Regions from separate parts of the Ostrinia nubilalis genome. Here region 2 is linked to region 1. Evidence: chromatin contacts called from public Hi-C data. All regions are on one chromosome and are shown on one strand. The core of a region is the stretch at or near the end of the contact, and the rest is flanking DNA. Distances in the headings are between cores, read along the strand shown. Region 1 holds the start of LOC135079999 (dynein axonemal heavy chain 12). Region 2 holds the start of LOC135080010.

Region 1 (7,250 bases), core at 3,043-5,542:
TTGGGCCATTTAAATTATAATTATATTTAATTTCTACAAAATACAATTTTAAAAAAATTGCAATGAAATAACATTTCAAATAAATAAATAAAACCATAAGTAAGTAATAATTGAAAATAAGGCTTCTTTTGAATTTAATGTTTGTAAAGAGTTGCAATTTTTTTCTTATTATTTCTCGTTAACATTGATGTAATCGGTATTAAGGGAATTGAATTGTATTGAACCATTATGTACAAATGCGCTTCATATTAATTAATTAATTAGGGATATAAAAATATTTTTGTATGTTTCATTTTTAAAATGAAATTGTTTAATATATCGTTCCTAGTATGGTATAGTACTTAGGTTTCGTAGTAGTGCCATTATGATTTGATAAAAAATATGTACTCTAACATCGAATAAAGACTGATCAAGTCATTTAATACTAATTCTTCCACTGAAAAATGGTTTCGTTATTTGATCGAAATAGATTCGCGTTTCTAAATTCTTCCGTTAGCCATAGAGTGTTCTATTTTGAAACGTTAAATAATGTTAGTACGTTAAATTGCAAATATTTTTAACAACAAACATGTTTACGAAAACTGGTAGGTGGGTCAGTAAGGAGAGAATAACCTTTTGTTATCAATCCAAGCATTATTATTGTAAAAGACAATTTAATCCCACCAAAAACATTCTGTAAAAAACTAGCCAAGTCTCGATGGAGCTGCTTGTTTATCTCTAAAAAGTAATGAAATCTAGACAAAGTCGTACCAAGTCTATGGTTCCTTACTGCGAGTTCTTTATTATTATAGTTAATGTTGTTTGACTTGGCCGTTGAAGGGTGACAAAACCAGGTGCTCCATGACACCATTGCACCAATCTGTCGCCAGAACCGCTACCCATTGACGATGGAAAATTGCCACTTGGAAAACGTTGATTCAACAATAACCAGTCAATTGTAGGTTTAATAAAGCTGCGTATTTCAATATTACTTATGTATGATTATCTTAATAAAGATTGTTCAACGGCCAAGTCACACAACATTAACTATAATAATAAAGAACTCGCAGTAAGGAACCATAGACTTGGTACGACTTTGTCTAGATTTCATTACTTTTTAGAGATAAACAAGCAGCTCCATCGAGACTTGGCTAGTTTTTTACAGAATGTTTTTGGTGGGATTTCACTTATTTTTGTAGAAAGTGGCAAAATTATTTAACGTCGTCGTTTTATCGATTTTTTTTACGATATTAAACACAAATAAACTCAACGACCTTTAAAATGGACAACGAATGAGAATTGTTTTAATAACATAACCTTAGCGAACCTTACAATATAATAAACGAAATCAACGAAATGCAAATTACACAACATTCAACTTAATCGACGCGACGCGACGGGGGGCTCTAGAAAGGAAAAAAATCTGGACACCGCTTGCTAGTGCTAGCGCCATCTAGCGGTGAGCGATACAGGCGAACACCACGGTGCCCGAGTAGTATTGATTATGAATGTGGTGTTACTCCAGATCTTCGATTTTCGTAGATTTTATAGTTTTCCCTTTATGTGGCAATTGAACCCTAACTCTGTACCAAATTTCAGCTCTCTGAGTTTATGGGAAGTACTAGTTCTATTTTGATGATCATCAGTGAGTGAGTGAGTGACGGCCGAATACTGAAACACTACTCAAATCTGTCACTCAGCTGACGGGCTCCTAAATTTAAGTATCCTTCAATTTTAAATGGTATTCTCAAACGCTACTCAACGGATTTGAAGCCGTGATCAGCTAAGCAGCTCTCAAATGTTTACATAATGGCAACATTTACCAAAAAAAGTATGTTTTCATTTACACAAATGATAACTTTACGTCTTTTATCCATTACACGCAGCATCGTTTGGTTATGTATTGTCTTTTATGGAAATATACTCAATCAACTTAACATAGAACAGTTTATTTTTAGTTTCTATTATATATAAATCTCGTTTTATCATATAAAAAAATTAATGCTTGCATTTTTATTTAATTAAAAAAATAATTTTAAATGTGATACTTTTTATTGTTGAAATCTATTAAGTGGCGATCGTGGACCGAAACGTAACCACAATTGACATTTATCATTGTTGACTGACAGAGCATCAAATTGACAAATCAACAACTCTTGGAAATGCTGCTATGCGATGTCCCCTTAATCCTCAGAAATAGGCATGTTTATGTAAAGCGATTTCATAGCAGCTATTTTGGTTGTTACTACGTGCACTATACGATGCACAGTTGGCTGTTAGATGTGGAAGATATCACCTAGTACACGTTCATAACTTCCCGTTGCGTAGAACAGTAGGGTTATAATAAGTATTTGGTCCACTGGTTGTATGGCATTTGGTGAGGGGTTTCAAAGAGCTTCCAAATTATGAATCCAGAAACAACACCGTTTCTTTAGAGACGCGGAACCTCGCTCGGAATTGCATGTCATTATAATAATATTTTTTAATAGCGTTCAGCCTTATTGCGTTCCTGCGATTAGATCTAGGTATTTCCTCGAGGCTCGAAAGAAATGATAACGATGACACACATTATTTACCACTATTTAGGTCGATTTAGGTATAAAAATAGGATTTAAGATACCGCGAAAGCACTCTCAAATTTAACAGCTGCTTAAGACGATTTGACAGTTGTTTGAGTAATGCTTAGCGTTGAATGGCGTTTCAGTATGCGAAAATTCATTTAAGTGGCGTTTGAGTGCAACTTAATTTGAGAGGTGCTTAAAAATTGAGAACTGCTCAGATATTGTTTTGAGTATGCGAAATGTAAGTTTAGGAGCTGCTTAACTATTTGAGAAGCCGTCAAATATTTAAATGGCGTTTCAGTATTCGGCCGTGAGTGTCGTAAATGCGAAACTTTGCTTTCGCTTAACTTCGGAACTAAATGACCTACAGACTTGAAATTTTGGATTTTAAGTATGTGATTATAGCTTACTAGATGACGAAAATTTCTGCGTTCTGGTCTTATCCAGAGGTTCTCAAATAGGGGCCTGAAAATGCGGCGAAATGGTTCCAGTAAAGATGGTACGGCAGTGTTTGCTTCGCGCTCGACTTGGCGGGGGCACTGCCGTGCCCCCAGATCTGTGCCAATTGATTTAAATGTTTTATTATTATTGACATTATTCATCATCGCGTCATCAATTTTTCATATCAGAATCTCATAATTTCAGAATGTCTAAAAAATCATCACAAATCGCCTAATTTTTTATTCTTTTGCAGTTGCTATTTAATTATAATGAAATATAACTACAAGAGGATTTAGTTAATAGTTAAATAACTTTTATATAATGTTTATGTAATGAATTTTTTGAAATACACTTTAAAACACAACAGTTTCATCATTTGAATATAGATTTAGAAAACTTGATTACCAAAAGTGGGTAAGGATAATGTATTCGATAGTTTTTGTTCACTCCTCATTTTATTATTCAAATCCAAATGTCAAAAAATTGTTGCAAAATAGAAATATAGGTGGAAACAAAATTGGAATATTATGTATGTCTAACTCTAACTCCCGAATTAGAGAAAGAGGTAAATTGTTTTAAATAGTTCTCTTGATAAAGTTACAAATACGTTACTTACCTATCTATCTTTTCACATCAATATCTAAGTAAAATTATCAACTGGTCATATATTTTATTGTGATGAATATTCTAGTTAAATTAGGTAAATATTTTTTTTAAGAACGGATTTTGTAAAAAATATATAAATGTAAGTAAGTATGTACATATTATAATATTATATTTGTGCATCTGTTTATTGTTTGTGCGAATATAATTCACTTAAAAAATATAATACTTTTATTTTATTGAAAACCCCGACTTAAGTTTTTTTTAATAAAAAATACAAATACCTCTTAAATCTTGTCCATATTAGCAAAATTTTATTATTAATAATGTAGGTTTGTGAGAACTGCTAATAATATTATTAGTCAACTAGTCTTCATTCTGGATGGCTCGGTGGTTCGCACTTCGCTTGACACAACTCCCTGGTTGCGGGTTCGATTCCCGCTGTCAAATATTGCAAAATTGTTAAAATTACACATTTAAAAAGCATTGCCATAGTACATAATAAAATCATGCAGACGCGACGGCATTTATTCAGTCGAAAATTCATACAATTTCCTGCTATAAAGTAAGACACGCACAAGCATAGAGGAATTAACGCGCACAAGAGTGCCCAAGACATTCACACTAATTAATTGCATTTAACCTTTTTTGATTTTGACTATTTAACTACGTCAAATAACCATCGCGTCGCCGTTGTCATGGAAATAGTATTGACTTCTTCAAAGAAAAGGAATTTTGTGTACATTTTTCAATAAACGTGTTTTTTGTTACAAATACGGTTTATATTCAGTTTTATTGTTTACCAAAAACTTATTGTTAAATCGTATTATGTGATTGTTCAGAAAGGCAACAAAATGGAAGAAAGTGAGCTAAGAAAACTTTTACAAACCAAAAATGGGTGTAGAGTTCCAGTTATGCTGCCCATACCAGATGTTCACAAGATGGACAAATTACCATTTACTCCTCTACCACCGTACAATCGAATAAAGGTATGTGAACATAGTATTTGTAGCGCCATAGTCGTCATAGATGAGTAATGTTTATGTGTAAATGTAATTATTTAACCTGCCGTAGTTAGATGGTATTCCACTGTTTTTATGTTAGCCAATGGCACCTCGCCAGTAATGAAAAATATTATTTGCAGGACAAACAAGCCAAGTTCCGAAAAGTGCTTGAAGAGAAAGCCACTGAGAGAAAGGTGGAGATAGCTCGTCCGCCTTTAGAACGCCGAGAGCGCGACCGCCTTGAGATCGCGCAGTGCAGGCACATAGCAGTCCTGAAAGAATGCGCTGACAAAATACAACCCCCGCCCATGCTCAAATCATGGGAAACCAAAATTTGTGGCCTGATACCTAATAAAATGCGACAGTCGTTCCCGGTAATCATGGAGGAATTGATAAATGAAAGCAAGGCAGACTGGAACCGAAACCTTCACGATCTTGCCGTCAGAATCGTTATTCGCGACGTTCCCGGAGTCTCCCGTAAACGATACGTTGAACCCAATTTCAAATTTGATGGCGTAACACCTAATTACGAGAAAATGATCAAATTCCGGAAGAAACTTCAAGACGGCTCTCTACTACTGCATCCTTTTATTAGACTCGTGCTTGAATCATCCGAGAAAACTTTTCCACCTTTTATTATAAACTTGGCGAAGTATAGAGCCAGAGGCCCTATGGATTTGGAAGAATTTCAAACTAAGGTTATGGAAGAAATAAAACGTGCAGACTATCTGGTTTCCAGTACATGGTATGCAATATTAGTGCAATGGTTAAAAAATCCACGATGCCTTAAAGGAATGAAGCCAAAGAAAATTCCAGATTTCGTGAAATGTGCTACCAAAATGATATCTATGCAGATACAAGAATTGATGAGAAGATCGATTGATGCTATCATTGATTACTTGAAAAATCCTGATTATGTTCCAATTCTCAATATAGCGCTTGATTTTGATGGCGAATTCATATACGATCCATCCCTTGAAACTGTTTATGGTGCCTTTCATGATATTGCAGATGCAATATCTCATATATCGCAAAGATTAATGCCTATAGAACAGTATCTCAGAATACCATATTCACACGATGCTCTGCCAGTACATTACAACGAATGGCTACATAAAGACGGCCATGAAAGATTGCAGAAACAGCTGGATGTTGTATTTGAGCCGCTTCTTCAGTATTTGGATCGCCTTCGTGCTGAATATAACATGTTGTATGGAGCTCCAGCCAAAGCAGCTTTACATAAATTTATCGAAGAAGCTGAAGAGTTTGAAGAAAGTCGTGATAAAATCAGATATTTTCAAAGTATAGATTCTGAAATAACAGCTGTTCTTGAGAACGAATATTTTAATTGTTCCGTCGTTTGTCAATTAAGAATGGTAGATGGGCTGAAACGAAAAGCATTGGAGTTCATAAATGATATTATCGCGGGTATAGTCAGAACTCACATGGATGAAAATCATAGCATTTGCACTGAATTTGAAATAATTGCAGCCAAAGCTCTGAAAGAACCTGAAAATGCAGCTGAATTGATCGAGCAAGGTGTTTATATTTTACACGCTAAAACTGTTTTAGTTGAAGCCCTAAAAGAAAGAATAATGAGACAAATCGAAATAATTTCAAATCTTCTAGAAATGACGTCACTAACTCCAGAACATGTAGCATCCAATACGCGCACGGTAAATTGGTTGCGAGACATTAAACCAATATTTGAAAAAAATGCAGCTGCGTATGAGACGTTTAAAGGAGAAATGGAAGACAATTTATTGTCTAAAATAGCATACCTTAATAATGAAGTTATTCAAATGACGCCATATTTGGAACTTCTTGATAATATGGATGATATCAACCATACATCTGAATATTTGGAGTATTTGCGGAGGCTTGTCCACCGACTTGGAGAATGTGATAAACTGGTTACTTGGATTAATAATGAAGAAACTACTTTTAAATTTCCGGTGTCAAGTTATACTGACTTGGAAGAGCTCAAAGATTTTATTTTACCATTTTACTGTCTTATACACCTTGTACATCGATGGAAACGAAGTTACTATACATGGATGGATGGAGTTTTCGAATATTTGGATCATAATCAGATTGAACAGGATCATGATTTCTTTTATAAAGAGTTTTTAAAACTATCTAAAAACTATAAAAACAAAATAAAACAACAAATCGCTGAAGGTGTCGAGAAACGATTCCAAGGTTTAGTAGATGATCCTGATGTAAATAATTTACCTGCCCCAATGAAGCTATGTGCTCAAGCTATAGCTGAAATTAAGGAATGGAGACCTAACGTTCAAATGGCTCATATCATGTGTAATCCGGCATTAGTGCAACGTCACTGGGATGAGATGTCCAACATTGCCGGTTTTGATTTGACTCCTACAGCTGGAACAACATTACGCAAAATAATTAATTTTAATTTGTGGGATGAAATTGATCAATATGAAATTATCAGCGTGGCTGCGACTAAAGAGCTGGCTCTAATCACCAATCTTAATAAAATGATAGCCGAATGGACTGACATTTGTTTCAAAACTAGCCCTTATAAGGACACTGGAATTTTTATACTGTCTGGACTTGACGATATTCAAAGCGTTTTAGATGACCATATAGTGAAAACCGTCGGAATGCGCGGTTCTGCGTTTGTGAAACCATTTGA
Region 2 (7,250 bases), core at 1,248-3,747, 160 kb before region 1:
GGGGTATCCGTTGATAGGTACGTTAGTGGCTTGTTTTATAGGCGCGTAGACTGGTGTGGGGATCATATAGGGTGCTTGGACTGGGTAGTAGTAGGGGACTCCGTAGGGGGTCATGACAAGCTGGCTGGTCACGGTGACGGGGATGTCGTGGGGCAGGGGGTACATGAGGTGGGGGGGCACCGCGTAGGGGGGGTGCATGGGAGGGAGGGGCTCGTCGAACGAGGTCTCGTTGTAGCGGGGGTACCGGGTATCAACTAGCCGGCTCCGGTGGTGGATGTCGGTCACCGTCACGGGTATGTTTGAATATATTTCTGAACCTGAAACAAGGATTTTTCTTATTAAAGTCAGACCGTCCACATTCCGTCCACATTCGGAATTAGCTGAATCTTCAGTTTGGCAAAATAGTCAGTGATATCTATTTTCGATGACCCAATAAATGATTCCAATTATGTATTGAATTAACTGACTGTCAGCCTGTAACCAGGGCCGGTGCAACTCGCTCGAAACTTCAGGCAAATACAAGTTATATTTCAATGTTACCTATCCGCGTATCGCGTTAAAACTTGTTTAAATTAATTCAATTATGCAACGCGAAAGTTTAAAATTAATCCAATTATGTAAGAAATAAATGAAGACACTTGCACGAAGCCTAAATTCAATAAAAAAGCACTTCAATAAAAAAATAAAACACACTGTACCTACTCTCGACACTGGTAAGCAAAGTGCACGAATAGCTCTTATTCATTATAGCATAACGCCGATGATTCTCTATCACTCATACCGTGCACATTAGCACCATCAGCGGCGGCGGCAAGTCTCGCGGCGGCGGCGGTGGCGGCGTCAGAAGCGCGTGCGGCTCTCTCCCGGCACACGTCGGCCCATGAAACACGCGCGCCACCGCTCCATACCGCCTCCCACACTTGAGACAATCTAAAGCCCGGTCTGTGAGCACGTAGAATTTTGTCCAATGACCCCAAGCTACCCATCCTTATCGCTCGCGCGTAATTATATTGCTGTCGCGACTGTGCGACGGGCGCCCGCAGTGAGTATGCGAGCGCGACAGCAACATAATTACACGCGAGCGATAAGGATGGGCAGCTTGGGGTCGTTAGACAAAATTCTACGTGCTCACAGACCAGACTATAGAACTACAAGATCTAAGGCTGACCCACCTGTACCGTGAAAATTAGCACCGTCAACGGCGGCGAAGGCGGCACACACCACGTTCCCACACCTGCGACATTATCTATCTATACCAGGGGTGGCCAACTTGATTAGACATAAGATCTACTGTTTACTAACGAAACCCTGGGTGATCTACCACTTACATACTTCTTGAAATTTTAAATGAAACAGCATAGTTTAGTACATACACAATCATGTAGTATTTTTTGCCTTGCCACGATCGACTGGACTAATAGTCGCGATCGACCGGTTGGCCACACCTGATCTATACCAACAGACATAAGGCCGATTCTCTATCACTCATACCGTGCACATTAGCGCCATCAGCGGCGGCGGCAAGTCTCGCGGCGGCGGCGGCGGCGTCAGAAGCGCGTGCGGCGCGCTCCCGGCACACGTCAGCCCATGAAACACGCGCGCCACCGCCCCATACCGCCTCCCACACTTGAGACATAATCTGGAACAAAAAACTTTGATCAAAACTTGACCAGAACCTTGGATACTCTAGTGCAGTGATTTTCAACCTTTTTCATGACACGACTCCCGTATGAAAAAATATTTGGCGACCCCCCGACCGTTCGCTTTTTTTTCATGCATTTTATAACGTTACAAAGATGTTTGTATGGACCGAATACTTCAATCCATACAACATTTTAATGCAATTGCATAATTAAGATTTCGGATAAATCTGTCTTTGTAACTAATGTTTTTTTTACTGAGGTAGTTTTTATGACCTCTTGCGACCCCCCTATAGAGGCTTGGCGACCCCCCAGGGGGTCGCGACCCACAGGTTGAAAAACACTGCTCTAGTGAACAGAATGTTTATTATGCCGGCACATTTTTACGAGCTGTGTCCCGTCCCACCTTCTGCCACTTAAATTTGGCTATGTTTATCCTAAGGATCTCCTAATTTCTGATCCAATCAATACCATAGGGAAAGTCCGAGTATAGCCGCCGCCCATCAGCTTGTTATCGCATCTCATCTATACGCCAACACCTAGCAGTCTTAGAATATCGAAGCCTCCGTCTTAACACCATTTTCTCTTACCCCAAGCTAGCTGAAAGTGAGTTACTGACCTGGCACTCACACTACGCCACGAGCGCGTCCCGAGATGTGGCCGCCACCATGCAGATGGGAGCGTCCAGTGCCAGCCGCCCCGCGCCCGCCGGCTTCTAACGCCCCACTGGCCCCGCCTACTCAAGGGCTCGGGTCACTGACCTGGCACTCGCACTGCGCCACGAGCGCGTCGCGGGAGATGGCCGCTACCATGTCGGGGCAGATGGGAGCGTCGAGTGCCAGCCGCCCCGCGCCCGCCGGCTTCTAACGCCCCACTGGCCCCGCCTACTCAAGGGCTCGGGTCACTGACCTGGCACTCGCACTGCGCCACGAGCGCATCCCGGGAGATGGCCGCCACCATGTCGGGGCAGATGGGAGCGTCCAGTGCCAGCCGCCCCGCTCCCGCCGGTTTGTAACACCCCACTGTCCCCCGCCTACTCAAGGGCTCGGGTTCACTAACCTGGCACTCGCACTGCGCCACGAGCGCGTCCCGTGAGATGGCCGCCACCATGTCGGGGCAGATGGGAGCGTCCAGTGCCAGCGGCCCCGCGCCCGCCAGCTTCTGACGCCCCACTGGCCCCGCCTACTCAAGGGCTCGGGTTCACTAACCTGGCACTCGCACTGCGCCACGAGCGCGTCCCGGGAGATGGCCGCCACCATGTCGGGGCAGATGGGAGCGTCGAGTGCCAGCCGCCCCGCTCCCGCCGGTTTGTATCCCATCGCGTGCAGAAGCGTCTCCGCGCCCACCATGTTCGCTTCGACTTCGTGCTTGAAGTAGCCGCAGTATAACTGCAAATTTAGAAATTAATAACTTTATTTGACTTACAAACAAAACACAATCGCAAAACAAGATTGCCAACAGCTTGATGTCAGTGTTTGGACAAACACAAATACAAGACAAAACACAATCGCAAACAAAATAAACTGCGTGTGCCTCCGCCAAAGAGGGACTCACTCATTGATCAAGATAGACTGGGGCATTTTTCATCACCATTTTCAACAGGAACCTTTAAAGTTGAGTTGTGTAAAGCTTCAACCACACCAACGTGTACAGATTGTCTTCACCGGCGCGATCCTATGGCCTATGCCAAAGACAGGTCGCGCGACCTGTCACTGGCCTATGATGGTCGACGATGGCGATCTGCACGAGTTGGTGTGGTTGAAGCATATTAGAGCACATATTTCTAAAATGATGATGATCATCATGATTATAATAATTAATAGCATTCGTAATTAACATGTGAAAAGATGCGAGTTCTTAGCAGACGCTAACCACAAACCACAGCGGCGTGACCGCATAATAATTCCGAAAGAAGCATTGTCGCTGCGATCTATTAACTTCGATTGTAATTTTGCAACAGATATGTGCCGGTCCGGTTGTTCGGTGAATTTTAATTGAATTCGAAACCAATCATCATCACAATGCTAGTCAGTTTTGAGATGGTACATACACGCATTCATCTTGGACAATTAAAAGAAACATCTCTTCGCGAAACGAAAGAATCGCGTAAGTCGGTAGCGACCCGCCCTTTCTGAAATTAAATATTTTATGTTGATATTTAGAAAGAGAAATAACATCTAAGGTTTAGCACATAACTGAGTCAGGGGATATATGACATGACAGAGCGTAGAATACGTCTCGCTGACGTTTGACATCACAAAAACACCTTCCACTCCCAAACCTCCGGCACTGACTCAGCGCATTTGGCTTATAACTCCTACTTCTCTAGTATCTCCTGCCGTCTTTAAGTAACTCTGGCAACGCTAACTCACCCGTAAAGCACAGAAGATCCTTATAGGTCTATGTACACTACACAGGCGTGGCCCTATAATCCATAAATATAATACATAAAATAACATGAGATAAGTATCTTAACTAACTCACCCGTATAACCTTATACTCCTTCCTCCAAGGCTGGGCCAGTAAGTTCCCGGCGTACCGCGCCAGGGCCGCCCAGCCCAGACCGGCGCGGTACGCACTAAACTCGGGCAACTCCTTAACATAAACACCTTTCCGCTCCCAAACCTCAGTCACTGACTCAGCGTATTTAGCTTATAACTCCTACTTCTCTAGTATCTCCTGCCGTCTTCACAGAAACTCCGTCCACGTTAACAGGGCCGTTTTTAACCTACTAGGGGCCCTGGGGACTTAAGGATCAAGGGGGACCTTTATCATCTGAAAAAAGGTCTTTTGAGCAGATGGGGGCCCCTTCGGTCGCAGGGCCCTGGGCACGTGCCCAAAATGCCCAGGGGGAAAGAGGGGCCTGCACGTTAACTCACCCGTAAAGCACAGAAGATCCCCATGGGTCGATGTGCACTACGCTTAGGTGTGGCCGTACATGAGATAAGTATCATAACTAACTCACCCGTATAACCTTATACTCCTTCCTCCAAGGCTGGGCCAGTAAGTTCCCAGCGTACCGCGCCAGGGCCGCCCAGCCCAGACCGGCGCGGTACGCACTAAACTCGGGCAGTTCATTCACGGTCCGCTGGAAGACCTTGCTCGTCTCCGGCAGACCGAACTTGCACTCGTGAGGCACTAGCGACAGGTACTCGATTATGTAGTCTGTGGAAGAAAGGACGAGTTAGACATGGATTTGGGAATAAAATTTAGTCCAGAATTTTCTAAAGCGAACTTATATAGAAATACCAAGCCAAAATCTGATGTTGTTTTAATACGGAGGAAAGGTTAAAAATACTTTTATGGCGTTGATGTCTGACTTCTGAGTAATAAACAAGGACAATGCGAGCACAATATGGCTCGGCTAGCGGCGACGATTTTGCCTCAGGACACGGCGTGCCGCAGATTGAGGAAGCGTCTCCACTTGCTCTGCCTCGGGATGAGGCCGCCGCTTGGCCTGAGGCTGCCTCTAGTGGATGCGCGGCCCAAGACGTATCTAATTCCTATCCCTTTGTTTCTGATCTGTTGTCGCGAAACTGCCTCACTCCTGCTACTTCTACTAACATCCGCTCTGCTGCCTGTGAGGCCTCACCTTCCAGCTTCTTCTTCTGCTGCAGCTTCTCCGGGCTGTCGTCGGTCTCGAGGTAGCTGTAGTGCGCGTCCTCGATCGTCGCTCATGCCCGCCGCGCACGGCATTACCTTCACACTGGCGCCGCCCGCTGCCTGTGAGGCCTCACCTTCCAGCTTCTTCTTCTGCTGCAGCTTCTCCGGGCTGTCGTCGGTCTCGAGGTAGCTGTAGTGCGCGTCCTTGATCGTCGCCCATGCTCGCCGCGCACGTCATTACTATCACAGGCTGGTTTTAGTGTCACGCTCCGCACGGCCAATCTGTATGAACTTCTAGGGAGCGTTTTAGAGTAATGCGGTCCGGAGGAACCGCTCCGCTCCCTAGCAGTTCATACAGATCGGCTGTGCGGAGCGATCCGCACTGACAGTCCGTGTGACACTAAATCCAGCCACACTAGCGCCGCCCGCTGCCTGTGAAGCCTCACCTTCCAGCTTCTTCTTCTGCTGCAGCTTCTCCGGGCTGTCGTCGGTCTGGAGGTAGCTGTAGTGCGCGTCCTCGATCGTCGCCCATGCCCGCCGCGCACGACATTACCATCACACTGGCGCCGCCCGCTGCCTGTGAGGCCTCACCTTCCAGCTTCTTCTTCTGCTGCAGCCTCTCGGGGCTGTCGTCGGTCTGGAGGTAGCTGTAGTGCGCGTCCTAGATCGTATATCGTATGAACTTCTAGGGAGCGTTTTAGAGTAATGCGGTCCGGAGGAACCGCTCCGCTCCCTAGCAGTTCATACAGATCGGCTGTGCGGAGCGATCCACACTGACAGTCCGCGTGACACTAAACCAGCCTCACTGGCGCCGCCCGCTGCCTGTGAGGCCTCACCTTCCAGCTTCTTCTTCTGCTGCAGCTTCTCCGGGCTGTCGTCGGTCTCGAGGTAGCTGTAGTGCGCGTCCTCGATGCGCCGCCACAGCGCCGGCAGCCGCTCGCGCAGCGCCGCGTCGCCCATGCCCGCCGCGCACGTCATTACCATCAGGCCACGCTATGGGTCAACTGGAACAAAATAGGCTTCTTTAAGGTTCGGAATATCTCAGAGTATACAAGTAGTCTTTAGGGCTCGGATCATCTCTCATTATAACGCTACAAGCCCGCCTATTCCCGCGGCAACGTCATAACCATCACCAGGCCACGCTAAGGATCAACTGGAACAAAATAGGCTTCTTCAAGGCTCGGATCATCGCAGAGAATATACTTTAAGGCTCGGAACTCGGAACATCGCAAAGACTATTTTAGGCTCGGTTCTTCTCTTATTCGCTACAAGCCCGCCTATTCCCGCGGCAACGTCATTACCATCATCAGACCACGCTATGGCACAGAATAAGTAATAGTACCAAGGTGCTATGGGTCAACTGGAACAAAACAGACTTCTTCAGCTTTAACAGCCCAACACAACTATCGGCCGACAAAAAGTCTGTAATCTGCGGCTAGGTTAACTTTCTCAAGAGACAAACTTTTTATTTGGCTGTCAACTGTAAATCCTGGCAACATATGAGTTGCAACGGTGGGAACTGGAAGTGGGAATAGTCCCGTGCTTCAAGGCTCGAAGACTATACTTTAAGGCTTAGATCATCTCTCATTATAACGCTCTACAAAGAAAATTGGACAAAGGCCATGGGGTCGCAAAATACATCGCGGTGTTATGGCAACTGGCACCCGTGTGCACTTTGATTTAGGCTTCGAGATCAAGTCATTAAGACAATGAAATAATCCTTATGGCATATTTAACTAGTAGTCTTGCTTACGTCCATACCTATTTATGTGAATATTTTAGTTTCTAGGTAATAAAGATTTGTTTAGTATTTTCTTTATGATGATTGGTGGGTTTCCAAGATTATTACTAACTAAAAACCTATTAGGACTCTAAAGGACCTGCATTTAAACATAAATCGCTTGTAGTCTGCCCTTGACAGAGTTAAGTACCAAATAAACTTATAATTACCGCTTGCTTTATGAATCGTAATCTTCACTTATCCTCACAATGGCAATTGTTTTAAAC

The links. Hi-C and Micro-C count contacts between places; a contact is called where the count stands out from the background.
Region 2: a contact with region 1 is called in a Hi-C map of whole larva, with 2.5 times the contacts expected there. The contact joins the promoter of LOC135080010 here to the promoter of LOC135079999 in region 1. A contact is called at or near these places in 2 of 5 Hi-C or Micro-C datasets (whole body and whole larva).

Annotation. Positions count from the first base shown.
Region 1 is chr17:8,288,054-8,295,303 of ilOstNubi1.1, reverse strand. LOC135079999 (dynein axonemal heavy chain 12) reads left to right here and starts at 4,292. Exons shown (of 2, transcript XM_063974664.1): 1 at 4,292-4,573; 2 at 4,729-7,250. The coding sequence starts at 4,439.
Region 2 is chr17:8,446,932-8,454,181 of ilOstNubi1.1, reverse strand. It overlaps LOC135080010, which reads right to left and starts at 2,497. Exons shown (of 5, transcript XM_063974679.1): 1 at 2,402-2,497; 2 at 1,492-1,639; 3 at 1-317. The coding sequence starts at 2,452.